Linked DNA regions of Mus musculus: region 2 is linked to region 1. Evidence: chromatin contacts called from public Hi-C data. All regions are on one chromosome and are shown on one strand. The core of a region is the stretch at or near the end of the contact, and the rest is flanking DNA. Distances in the headings are between cores, read along the strand shown.

Region 1 (6,344 bases), core at 2,362-4,861:
TTGTTTTCCAAGCAGCATGAAAGAATCCACTACAACTGCAATACACAGACAATTGCAAAACATATTCTGAATATATACAGAGAGAAGTAAATGAAGAATATGAACTTTATAAAGTTTAAATATAGTTGTCCCAGACACTTGAAGTTTCATGGAAGTCGAGGGTAAAAGAAATATTTGAAATACATCTAAATAATAGTTTCTTAAAACTTGATAAGCTGAGCTTTGAATTCCAACACTGCTTTTAATTGACTCCCCCAATCATCTCCCATGTCATTCTGCCTTGGAGGATATCCCACGGCATTCTAACATGCTTATTATAGACTCGCACTTAGGAGAGTCCTAAAACACTTTAGAACTTGTCATTATGTAGTCTGTCAATATGAAGATTCGGCTCAAAGATGTTGTACAGTACTTCAAAATAATTTTCTTCTCAATTGGTGGTTTTCAATCTGTATGTTGCAACTCCTCTGAGGGCTGAGAGACCCTTTCACAGGGGTTTGTTAAGAACATTGGAAAACACCAGATATTTACAATACAATTCATAACAGTAGAAAAATATAGTTATGTTGTAGCAGTAAAAGTAATTTTATAGTTGGGTGTCACACCAACATAAGGCAGATATTAAAGGGTTGTAGTATTAGGAAGGTTAAGAACCACTATTGTAAGCAGTTGTGAAGAGATGGATCAGCAATCAAAGTGTGTGCTGCTCAGTGAGGACTCAGAGTTCAGATCCAAGAACCAACACTGGTAGGCTTACTAATGCCCACAGCTCTCGTCCTAAGAAACCCAACACCCTCTTCTGCCTCTGGATGGGCTACCACATGTGGGCATATATAAAAATGTACATAAATTAAATTAAATAAACATTTTTAAAAGTAGTTGTAAGACATATTCCATTTCATGTAGTCATTTGCCTTTAACGCATTCATTTATGCACATGGATAAGAAGCTCAGAAGTTTGCTATGGTGATGAGAATTTTTGAAACTTAAACAACATATTAAACTGGCTGCTCATTTTCTGTTAGTTTGTGGTAAACTCAGAGGTGAAAAGAGGACATGATGAGAGAAGAATGAAGGATGAAAACCAGAGAACTAGAGGGAGGGGAGGAAGGAAAGGGAAGGAAAAAAATGTCATATCGCTACAATATGCACCATAGCACTATATGATAACAAATAATTTTGCCAGTATTTATTCTCTATTGTACATCATGCCAGATGGAGTGCGTGGTGGAGCCCAGATGGACACTGATTTTGATTGAGTACATGTGGACTATGATAGCTCCCTAAGTTATTGCTAGCTAGCTATTCATTCTCCTTTCTCACACTTTCTCTGGGGTATTTATCCATTTCCAGATCCAGCAGTATGTATCTTTATGTTCATATCACATATGGTATGGATACAACTTCACACAGAATAGGCAAGCTTTTGGTGAATTAATGAAGAAAAGATTAGCTATAGTCTGAATATCAGTCTGTATTTTAATTTAAAAATGTAGTAGTTCTAAGTGTCTTTAAGATATTTAATAGGCTGTGTTATATATACAGGAAGGCAAGCATTTGCTAATCTATATGTATCAACTTCCTTACCTATATATACAGATTAGTTCATTTCTCTGCAACCACAAAGCATTGGGGGAAAGTGTCACTGAATAAGAGAAGTGTGATGGGAGGAGAGGCCCTTGGTCCTATGAAGGCTCAATAGATGCCTCAGTGTAGGGGAATGCCAGGGTGGGGAGGCAAGAATGAGTGGGTGGGTGGGAAAACACTCTCATTGAAGCAGAGGGAAGGGGTGGGAGAGGGAGTTTCCAGGGAGGACTGGGAAAGGGGATAACATTTGAAATGCAAATAAAGAAAATATCCAATAAAGAAGTAGTTTCTTGTCTTCTTTATGCAAAAACACTTCCTTTAAGCCATTTCATAAGAAAATGATGCAAACGATGGAAGGAAGGAAAGAGCCAAAATAGTTACCAGTCCTGCGGAAAGGACTTGGGTCATTTTGTGTTAGCATGAAATAATAAAGCTTTGTTCATAAAGACAACAGTCACAGTGAATTAACATTCTATTCTGCATCTCATGCTGAATAAAGATCAGAATATTATAGAAGCAAGGATAATGTTGGAACAACTGTAGACTACACTAATTCCCTATTCATGCATTTTCTTTCTTATTCTTCATGATATCTACAGCCACCGTTGCCATGGTAGAAAGAACATCATTTCCTGTTTAATTTTACTTTCCCCAAGAATTTTGTTTAGAAGATAAAGCCAATCACTGTCATGTTTTTAACTCAGCTAAGAATAATGGCAATAGGTCAACACCTACATTCATCAAAGGACTTTGTATGCCATTGTGTGGACCTCAAAAAATCCTCATGAAGAAGCATCTCTTCCTTTCTAGTGTATATAAAAAGTTATTTTATTATAATCATCAAATATATTTAAAATCACATAGCCAAAATGGTGTAAAGTCTTCATTTAAAATCCACTCTATTTGATTATCAAGTACCTTATTAAAGTAAGATTTGGCAGTAATTTATCTGACAAGATTTTTACTTGATGTATAAGAAACAAAAATAGGTTTCTAAATTTATTAATTAATGCATACTTCATATAAAATAATTATTAAATGTCATTGTATCTGATTTACTATGCATTTTTATTTTATGAAATTAAGCAAAATTTCCTAGCTCACTAGATGTGGATTGTATGGAAAGGGGAAAGGAATCAGAGACTTCTGTCCTTAATAGAGATTCACAATTTCAGGCTAATCTGTGGAAGGATAAAACAGCCATCATATGAGACAAAGATTGCTTTAGAGATTGGGTAAAATCCAAGTGTTTTGATTTCTGCAGGCTGTATTTGAGAGTACTATTACTCAGTAAATAAAAATGTCACAGTGGAGGATGAATATACAAATCTGGAGCCACAACTGAATATAAATTGAAAACAAAAGACTGGATGAGGTCAGTAAAGACATGAGTGTTCATAGAAAAGACACTCTGAACATTGAGCAATGAAAAGTAAAGAAGCAATTGATGACACAGGGAGCACAAGAAAGTGACGCACGCCTTTAATCCCAGCACTTGGGTGGCAGAGGCAGGCAGATTTCTAAGTTCGAGGCCAGCCTGGTCTACAGAGTGAGTTCCAGGACAGCCAGGGCTACACAGATTAACCCTGGCTCAACAAACAAACAAACAAACAAAAACAAAACAAAAAGAAGAATAAGATGGATGTGTACTTAAAGTCCTGTCAATCAAGTAGACGGTGGCAGTCAAATGAATTTCAAAGAGTCCTGTGAGAACAAATATGAGGAGGACTGAAAATTAGCAATAGGCTATTAAAATACAGAAGTTATTTTGGTGGAACAACACAGAAAAGCTGAACCTTATTGGTTCAAATATAAATGTGAATTGGGAGAACTAGAAGCAGTATTTATAAGCCACTAATTTTGGTAATTATGAGCACGTGATGGGCCTGAATAATGTGAGCACATGTGTTTGTGTGCAGTTGCATGTGACCATGTGTGTGCGTGCTGAGAAGAAAGGTTTGGTAGCACACGTCCGTTTCAATCACTACGCAGTATGTAGTGAGGCAGCGTAAAGCACTAAGCACAGAACTTGTCAGTTTGGCTCCATTAGCAATTCAGCTTGCTCTGGGGGATCCCTGTACGCTCCTCGAGCACTGGGATGCAGGACGCTACTTTGCCTGCTCAGAATAAACGTGGGTTCTAGGGATCCAAACACAGTTCTGCACATTTCCAGAACAAGGGCTTTATTTCCTGCACTATTTTCCTGGGCACATAAAATCACTCTGCAGCACGAGTTCTCAAAAAGAAACCGGTAAGTGAAGGATTTGCTAACAATGAAAAGAGAGGAAGGAACAACACATTCACATGGAAGGGGAAACCTCTAAGGGGGAAAATGATGCTAGAGCATGCAAAGAACCGAAGGTGTAGAGTATGATCACTGAGCAGAGGAGGGGGGAATCTGCGACACAAGAGACTAGCTTTCGGGAGGAGCTAAGACTCCCTTGGGAAATAGATGATAAAGATGGGCTTGGAGCTCAACAGCCACCATTAGCAGTTGTGGTGGTAGAAGTTTGTATACATTCTCAGGAACTTGGAAGCAAGGATATCAGCTATATAAGACTGAGAGAAAACGTTTTTTTCTTTCTCAGAACTTAAAATACTCAGAAACAGGCTTCAGCATTATTTTAGGTCCATATCACTGTATTATAAAAAAAGTATTATTGTCTTTGTAATAATAGGAACACTGAGAAGCATGGACCTGGTATACTTATCTGGAAACCTTGTTATTTGCTTTATAAAGATCTATATTTATTTTTTCCCAGTCAAATTTTGTCTCTTAGTCTGATCATCACTATTGTTCCGGTCATGTTATCATTTTCATGTCGTTAATGAAACTTGATAAGTATATTCTATGCCAGTAACTAAAGGAGAAATACGTGAAGTGCGGCTTAGGAAGGAATAACCTCTAGCACATCTTCAATGTACCTGCTAATGCAAAATTATTTAAAAATGTATCAGATCGTAACCTCTGCCTGTAAATATAGGCAACTGAAAGACAGCAATCAAGTCTTCGTTGTTCAGCTTTCTTAATAAGAGGTTATGAGACACAAAATTAAGAATCTGCTATGATATCAAAAATTATATGGCTACATAATATATTCAAATTATCTTCCTTGTACTTGACATTCACAACACGTAAATAAATGGAGGAAACAAATATTAACATTTCATAACTAATGTAGAAAGTCTTATTGCAAATGATCCCCTCTAATATCTCCAGAGTACACAATCAGGAATGTAATTATCGTGCCCTGAAAAGCGTTATCTACATTATATGTCCTATTCACATGAATAAATATTAATTTAATTGAACTGATTAGGTGCAAAGAATTGGATGTTTCCTTCAATTCTGATTGTACCGCTATTAAGGAGTGAACCAACTTCTGATTGAACCAACTCCTAAGAGCACTGGCAATTATGCCAAACAGTCTCGAGACTATATTCCTTTCTTTTTATTTTCTGAATGAATAAAACATTGACTTAGCATCCCTGAACCCAAGTTTTCTTCCCTTAAGAGTGGTTTAAAATAAGTTCTAACTCACCTGGATGCTCTGAAAACCGAGATGAGGCATGCATTCCTAATTACATCATGTTGGATATATGCATTTTAAAATGACATCTAAATCACCCACTGTTTTAAGGTTTCCATTGCTGTGAAGGGACACCATGTCCAAGGCAACTCTTATAAAGGACAACATTTAATTGGGGCTGGCTTACAGCTTTAGACATTTAGTCCATTATCATCATGACAGGAAGCATGGTAGCATCAAGGCAGACATACTGGAGACTGAGCTTAGAGCTTTACATTTTAATCCAACTTCAGCTAGGAGAAATTGTCTCCTGCAGGCATCCAGGAGGGTCTCTCTTCAGCATCTAGTGGAGCTTGCACATAGGAGGAGGCCTCTAAACCCCACCCACAGTGACACACTTCCTCCAATAAGGCTTCACCTCCTCTAATAAGGCCATACACCCTAATAGTGTCACTTCCCATGAACCAAGCATATTCAAACCACCACACCCACTAAGATCCAGTTTCAGTGTCTTTTTTTTTTTTTTTAATGCTTCAGCAGGCCAAAGTTAGGAATTCTTATCATCTCCAAACTACTGTGTGTTAGCTGCAATACTCTTTAAGATGTTCAATAGACTGGTCATAACCAGTCCCTATGCCTGCCTCTCAACGGAGACCTTGGGAAACTTGGCCAGTCTCTCTTGTTTCTGATTTTGCTCAACAGTGTAGGTTAGGACATGTGTGACCCTGCAAACCAAAATCATTCTCTTTTACTGCTTTCTATTCTCTGATAATTTACTGTAATAGTTTGGCTAGCACCCAACTTCCTCTTCATGGCAATTTATATTACTTTGGCTTGGGCCTCTATAGGGCAAGAGCCAAGCTCAACCACATTCACACCCCAGGCCTAGCTCCAGGCATGCTGCTTTGCTGGTAAACTCCCCAGAACCTTGCCCACCAACTCCATCTGTTGATTCCTAAGTCAACCTCTTCTCACACATCTCCAGCTTGGTTCTTGCTGCTGAGTTGTCCTAAAACCAAATCTGTCCACACAGTCTCAGTACTCACGGTCCTAGCTCCAGACACACAGCTTGTGCAGTGGTTTACCTGAAGAATACACCCAGTACAAAACCTACCAAGCTTTCTCTACACACCAGGTCACATTCTTGCTGTTCAGCTCCTCTACTGGCCCATGCTGAGGGATGTTACAATCTCATATCAGACTCACAACCCATTAAAATCTACATAC
Region 2 (6,344 bases), core at 2,144-4,643, 1.1 Mb before region 1:
AACTTCTGGTATTTTTCTTTTTTCTCCCATTAAATTTTTTCGTTCTTTTTGAAAAATTGGTTATTTTATTTATTTACATTTCAAATGTTATCCCCTTACTTCCCAGTTCCCACAAACTCCCATCTCCTCTCTCCTCCCCCTAGTTCTATGAGGGTGCTCCCCCACCCACCCACCCACTCCTGCCTTAGCGCCCTGCCCTAGCATTCTCCTACCCTGGGTCATCAAGCTTCCACAGGACCATGAGGCTCCTCTCCCATTGATGCCAGATAAGGTAATCCTCTGCTACATATGCAGCTGGAGCCACGGGTCCCTACATGTGTACCCTTTGGTTGGTGTAAGTCACTGGAAGCTTTGGAGGGGGGAGGGTCTAGTTGGTTGATATTGTCATTCTTCCTATGGGATTGCAAACCCCTTCAGCTCCTTCAGTCCTTCCCCTAACTCCTCCATTGTGGTCCTGCTCATGTATTTTCACAAGAGCTGAAATATACTTGCCATATGGTATTTGTATTGGCTGCTTTTATGTTGCTATAACACCATGACCCAAAGTGACTTATGGAAGAAGTCCTTTATTTTGACTCCTGGAAGAATTGCTTTACTTTGGCATCTGGTTTCAGGGCAGTAGAGTCCATTATGGATAGAAAGCTCTCGGCAGCAAGTGGTAGGGATGGAGGCAGGAGCAGGAACCTGAGCGATCACTTCCTCAACCACAAACACAGGACAGACAGAGAAGAGACTGGAAGTGGGGTGTGGTGAGAAACCCATGAAATCTGCCCCCAGTGACACAGGACATTCAACAAGGTTGTACCACCTGAGGTTCCCCAAGCAGCACCATCCACCGAGGGCCATTATTTAGATACATGAGACTATGGGGACATTTCCCATTCAAACCACCACAGCATTCTGTTAGAAATGAATATCCTAATATATTTAACCCACGTCTTGAGAGATACATTTCTATTGGTTTCCCTCTTAAAGTCCTTAAGGGTGAAGTGGAATTAAAGACTCAGTTGGCACCAACTCATGGATGCTCCTGGTCATCTCACCATTTGCCTTCCACGTACTACGTTTAAATCAAAGCTTTTCTCAACAAACACTGTTTAAGAGTTTGTTTCCTTCATCCTTCATCACCTCCCTGTGCTCCTATTAGGCAGGAGCAGATAAGCTAATTCACATGATAAACAAAAGATATCTGTTTATAGTGGCATAAGAGATCCAAGTTTGCCAGTGAACTCAACCTGGTTATGGGTTCACTTTAATTTTCTTTTGTCTAATTTTCTTTATTTTCTCACATGGTAATTCCATAGCGTCCTATAGAGATACAGCCTGGGAAACATTAACTTAATACCTGTCTCATTTTTAATCTTTAAGGCTCTTTTTTTTTTTTTAAATTAAAACAGTCTGGTAAACATGTTTATTTTAATAGATGAATTCAAATTAATTACTGATTTATTCAATTTGTTTACACTGAAAAGGAGAAAAGACTGTTTCAGTATCTTGGGGCTGTAGTTCCCAGCAGGAGAAAAGAAGCTCTTAATAGAAGTTAAAAGGCTTTTGAGTCTTTGTGGAAAATTATCATGCAAAGCCTTAAGATATTCACATTACACAGAGAATAGCAGTAAAGCTTTGAAGCCTAGGTATCATCAAAAAATACTTCGAAATGATTTGTGGTTATGATATGCAGATTCAATAACTGTGTAAATATTGAGTAAGTGTCAATGACTGGAATAGATTCACACACATGTTAATATCCTAAGACAACTGTCACTGTCAAGGGCTATGCACTTTGACTGCTATGTTTGATGGTTATTGCTTCTCTAAAGTGCAAGGGAATATTGAAGACTTTTGCCTGTTGATTAGCAAAGCCACTGACTCGTTTCAGCATGATAATGATCACTTATTGAAAATGTTACAATTTGCTGAACAAATGGATACAAAAAAGAATGGAGAACAGGAGTGTGCAGGTGATCAAAACACGGTGTACATGTGTGAAATTCTAAAGAATAAATAGGAAACGTTACTTAGATCACTTGACGGCGTCCAAATTTGCTTATAGCCATCAGAACCAAAATACCAATTTGATAGCAATGAAGTGTTCTCATAGCATGGGACTTTAACACCATTTGCTTTTTTGAAGACTGAAAAGGGTGCAGAGCACCCTCTGTCCAGCCAGGAATGAAGCAACCTGAGTATGGCTCTTTTGTAAAGCTGCCTGATTTCAGATCATTTTTGCTGTCTCAGGGCTCCCAGTCTAGGTACAGACATAAACAAATAAAAAGGTCAGCATTTACCCTACCGCAGAACAATGTTCTAGAAAGCAGAAGTTCAGAAGTTGGTGGTCTGTTACCCTTAGTGAGTGACGTGTCAGGGCTCCACTATAGAAGATTGAAGTTGAGCAGTGATTGCGATGAAAATTGGGGAAATTGAAATCAAGGCAGGTAACAGGAGGAGGAGGAGGAGGAGGAGGAGAAGGAAGAAGGAAGGAAGAAGGAAGAAGGAAGGAAGAAGGAAGAAGGAAGAAGAAGAAGAAAAGAAGAAGAAGAAGAAGAAGAAGAAGAAGAAGAAGAAGAAGAAGAAGAAGAAGAAGAAGAAGAAAAGAAGAAGAAGAAGAAGAAGAAGAAGAAGAAGAAGAAGAAGAAGAAGAAGAAGAAGAAGAAGAAGAAGAAGAAGAAGAAGAAGAAAAAAGTAGTTGTTAAAATCTTGCCAAAATGCTGTAGGGGAAAACACGTGTGCATGCCACTTCTCAACCATGCTAAAAAAAGACAATGGCTCCATACTGTTAGGTCCCAAACCCCAAATGGCAACAGAGCTGACATTATTGCAGATGACAGGTTGGGACCAGCTCAGGGTGGATGGACTCTGACCCGATAAACTTAACTTGGCATTCCTAAGAAACCTTGTAAAATGGGTTTCTGTTTGCCAGGGAAAGCAATTGCCTTTATATCTGCCCTATGCCCACTATCTCTGCAAAGGGCGTCTAGTTCTCTACTAACTCAAACAAACTTGCAACCAATCAAAGGCCCACACTACGCCCTCTTCCTCTCCTTCCTCTCGTGGCAACATAGCCCCTAACAACTGCCAAGATTCTCCCACCATTCTTGCCGGGGAGGTAGCATGGCAGTTTTGAATTGCCCCAAATAACTTTCTTTCCACTCATGGGGCTGTCTGATTCGGTGATTTTACTGCTCCCTTGCTTACACCTACAAAGCCACCTGTATAAAATTAACTGTAAGCTAGGCTACGCGATCTGTTTCTTTTTTCAACTTCTATAAGATGACAGGCTCTCACTTGTAATGTCCTTCATCGCCTCCGCTTCCCTCCCCTTGTGAGTACTGAACACAATTCCACTGGGATGTTTGGGGACTTGCCTCCCACTCCTCCCCCAGCAGTTTCTTGTCTCCATGGAGACTTTTCACTCAAACGGGAGACAGCGTTGTGGGCGGGGAAAGCATAATAACTAGGGAAGAGCCAGAGCTCTGAGAGCAGGAGGAAGGGGCAGGAGGGTTGGGGGGGGGGGTGGGGTGGCGGGTAGGTGGGACCTGGATTGTGCTTTGTGCATGGTGCAGACCTGGAACTTCCTCTGCACAGGGTCAGGGTCAGGGTAGACGAGGGGTCTCAAGGCTGCAAGCATTTCAGGTGTGCAAGCCTTGTGCTTTGACTAGCTAATCCTTCAGCCCTTTCCTTCCTGCTTGAAGGGTTCCTGTCCACCTTGGCATCAATACATGGAAATTCCTAGTCATCTCACCGTTTGCCTTCCACTCAGGACATTTAGAAAAACTGTACTTGAAAAGAACCAGTCTGTCTCTATCCACTAGAGGGGTAAACACTGTGACTTACAGATAATCAGAGTGTGCACCGTAAGGGACAGCAAGCTGTTTGCACTCCAGCGTTCCACAACTTGTAGCATATGTAGTGAACATTCTAATTTACACAGAGACTTGGGGACGGATAAGCAGAGAACAAAACTCTTACATCAGTTGGCCAGTTAAGTGAGACGTGTGAAAGCTTTGCGGTTTTGTGGAAGGGCTTGAGGATTTGATGGTTAGCTGTTTCTTTTTAACTGGCTGTGTGTTTTCTCTAAGGCAAACACCTGCTTCATAGTAACCAAAGAGGATTTTGTAGGAAGAAACTTGCTTTAGGGTGCTGATTTGAATGGATTCTGTGGACCTGTTTTTAACCAAAGGGCATTTGCAATTTGAGAAATAAGAATGTGAAGCTCAGCCTCTCTCTCTCTCTCTCTCTCTCTCTCTCTCTCTCTCTCTCTCTCTCTCCCTCCCTCCCTCCCTCCCTCCCTCCCTCCCTCCCTCCCCCTCTTTCTTCTTCTTCTTCTTCTTCTTCTTCTTCTTCTTCTTCTTCTTCTTCTTCTTCTTCTTCTTCTTCTTCTTCTTCTTTTCTTCTTCTTCTTCTTCTTCTTCTTCTTCTTCTTCTTCTTCTTCTTCTTCTTCTTCTTCTTCTTCTTCTTCTTCTTCTTCTTCTTCTTTCTTCCCTTTCCCTCTTTCTTTCTTTCTTTCTTTCTTTCTTTCTTCCTTTCTTTCTTTCTTTCTTTTGACTTTGACACAGGGTCTTATTTTACAGCTGATAGTTCAGGTGGACATTTTTTTAAAAAGAGCATCTAACATGAAAGATCGCTTGCCACACAAGCTCTTGGATGAAAATATTTTTAGAGTAAATTGAGTTGAAATTATCCTTACATGTTTTTTCTACCTAAATTTCAATTTTATCAACAGCATTTGAAATATTTTTCATAATGATGGTGTCACTTTAAAATGTGAGGGATCACCTCCAATGCAGGAGCAGTGTGTAGGTGTTCTCATCGTTCATCTAGTGAGGTTAAATAGTTTTGCACAATGAGATGTAATTTTGTGTACTTGCCTGGTAATTCATTTTATTTCTAACACTTTCTTCATATTCAATTAAAATGATTTCTAGAAGCAAATTATTTTCCTATTTGTTGGAAAGTACTGAAGCTTCCAATTTTATTAGATAGAGAGCATTATGTATCGGGTACTTATTAATGTCTCCACATTCTCCTGGATGAGCAATCTATCTAAATGGAAAAGACAGAATATTGAACTAACACACTCTCTCTCTCTCTCTCTCTCTCTCTCTCTCTCTCTGACACACTCTCTCTCTCTCATGCACGCACACACAGGTTAAAGATGTCAAATACTTTAGTTTCAAAGCTAAATATATGCGTGTTTGATTAAACTAAGCATACTTGACTTTCCAGGTAGTGAATCAATTATCATACTGCTCTGGTGACACTCTGTTATCAAGGATGAGACATTTTGTAGTGTGTCTCTGTGACAGTAATTAACTAACAGTCAAGATGCAATTGACTTGAGTCTATCATTTGGGAAAACAGGGGATGCACTAAAGGGGAATAGTAATATCAGGGTGAATTCATAAGAATGGTTTCCTGTGTTAGGTATCACACCTATGTGAGCATGTAAATGGCACATGTCTCCACTCCTTACTAGTATGGGATTTGTAAGCAGGGAAGAGATCATAATTTGGTAAAGGGCATAGCAGATGAAGCATTTCAAGGTTGGTTGTTGGACTGTGATAAATAGGGGTTTGTGTCTGTGGAGACTCAACCCAACAATGCTGTGAGACTTGCTTCTCAAGTCTTTGATGCTCAAGTTACTAATATAAAAAATAACGTGGAATTTGCATATACCCTGTATGTATACTGTTATATACTTTAAATTAGGTCTAGATATTTAGAATATCTAATACAGTATAAATGTTACACAGTACTGCATTGCTTAAGGAACAAAACAACTTTTCCCAAATACTTTTGATCTGAGACTTATTGGGCCCACAAATATGGAACCTAGGGATCTAGAGGGCTGACTGAGTGTCAGTCTCTTGAAACTGAAATCTTTTTATCTTTTTTTTTTTTTTTTTTTTGTAATTTAAGACACTATGTCATGTCGAATTCTCTAGTTTATTGAAATAAACTGAAGACTGAAAATGACTCAAAGTCAGCCATTTTGCACCCAAATGTCACATTATGTGACTCATCTGTGGTTGCTTTCATAGGTATTGGAAGTCAAAGATTGCTTTGCAGAAGGTGAGCAGAGAAGAGGGAGAGATGGGGAGAGATTTACTGATGGGTACCAAGTTGCAATCAAGTCGTGTCTTCCATATAGGAAAGTGTCCACAGACAGTGTTTCTACACTGCATTCTCAAAAAGACTCAACACAGGACTTTAAAGTTTTTCACCCATGAGAAGTAACAAATGTTTGAGGCAGGCATGTTTAACCTTATGCAACAGACACATGTAATGATATGAAGAATATCTCATAGATAGGTATAACCCTTGTGTCTTTATGCATCAATCA

The links. Hi-C and Micro-C count contacts between places; a contact is called where the count stands out from the background.
Region 2: a Hi-C map of cerebral cortex shows a contact between it and region 1, with 2.3 times the contacts expected there. The contact joins two enhancer-like sites. A contact is called at or near these places in 8 of 484 Hi-C or Micro-C datasets (cardiomyocytes, cerebral cortex, cochlea and 3 more).

What each region holds. Positions count from the first base shown.
Region 1 is chr10:106,620,803-106,627,146 of GRCm38.p6, reverse strand. The region is part of intron 3 of Ppfia2 (protein tyrosine phosphatase, receptor type, f polypeptide (PTPRF), interacting protein (liprin), alpha 2); the gene reads right to left. Among named protein-coding and RNA genes, the nearest start is that of 4930532I03Rik, 21 kb to the right of the region's middle. Within about 2 kb of position 3,611, at least 6 of the 459 cell types and tissues checked have an H3K27ac peak or open chromatin away from gene starts, as enhancers often do. A contact at or near this core is called in cerebral cortex, where this site is marked.
Region 2 is chr10:107,749,645-107,755,988 of GRCm38.p6, reverse strand. No RefSeq gene overlaps it. Among named protein-coding and RNA genes, the nearest start is that of Ptprq, 33 kb to the right of the region's middle. Within about 2 kb of position 3,393, at least 36 of the 459 cell types and tissues checked have an H3K27ac peak or open chromatin away from gene starts, as enhancers often do. A contact at or near this core is called in cerebral cortex, where this site is marked.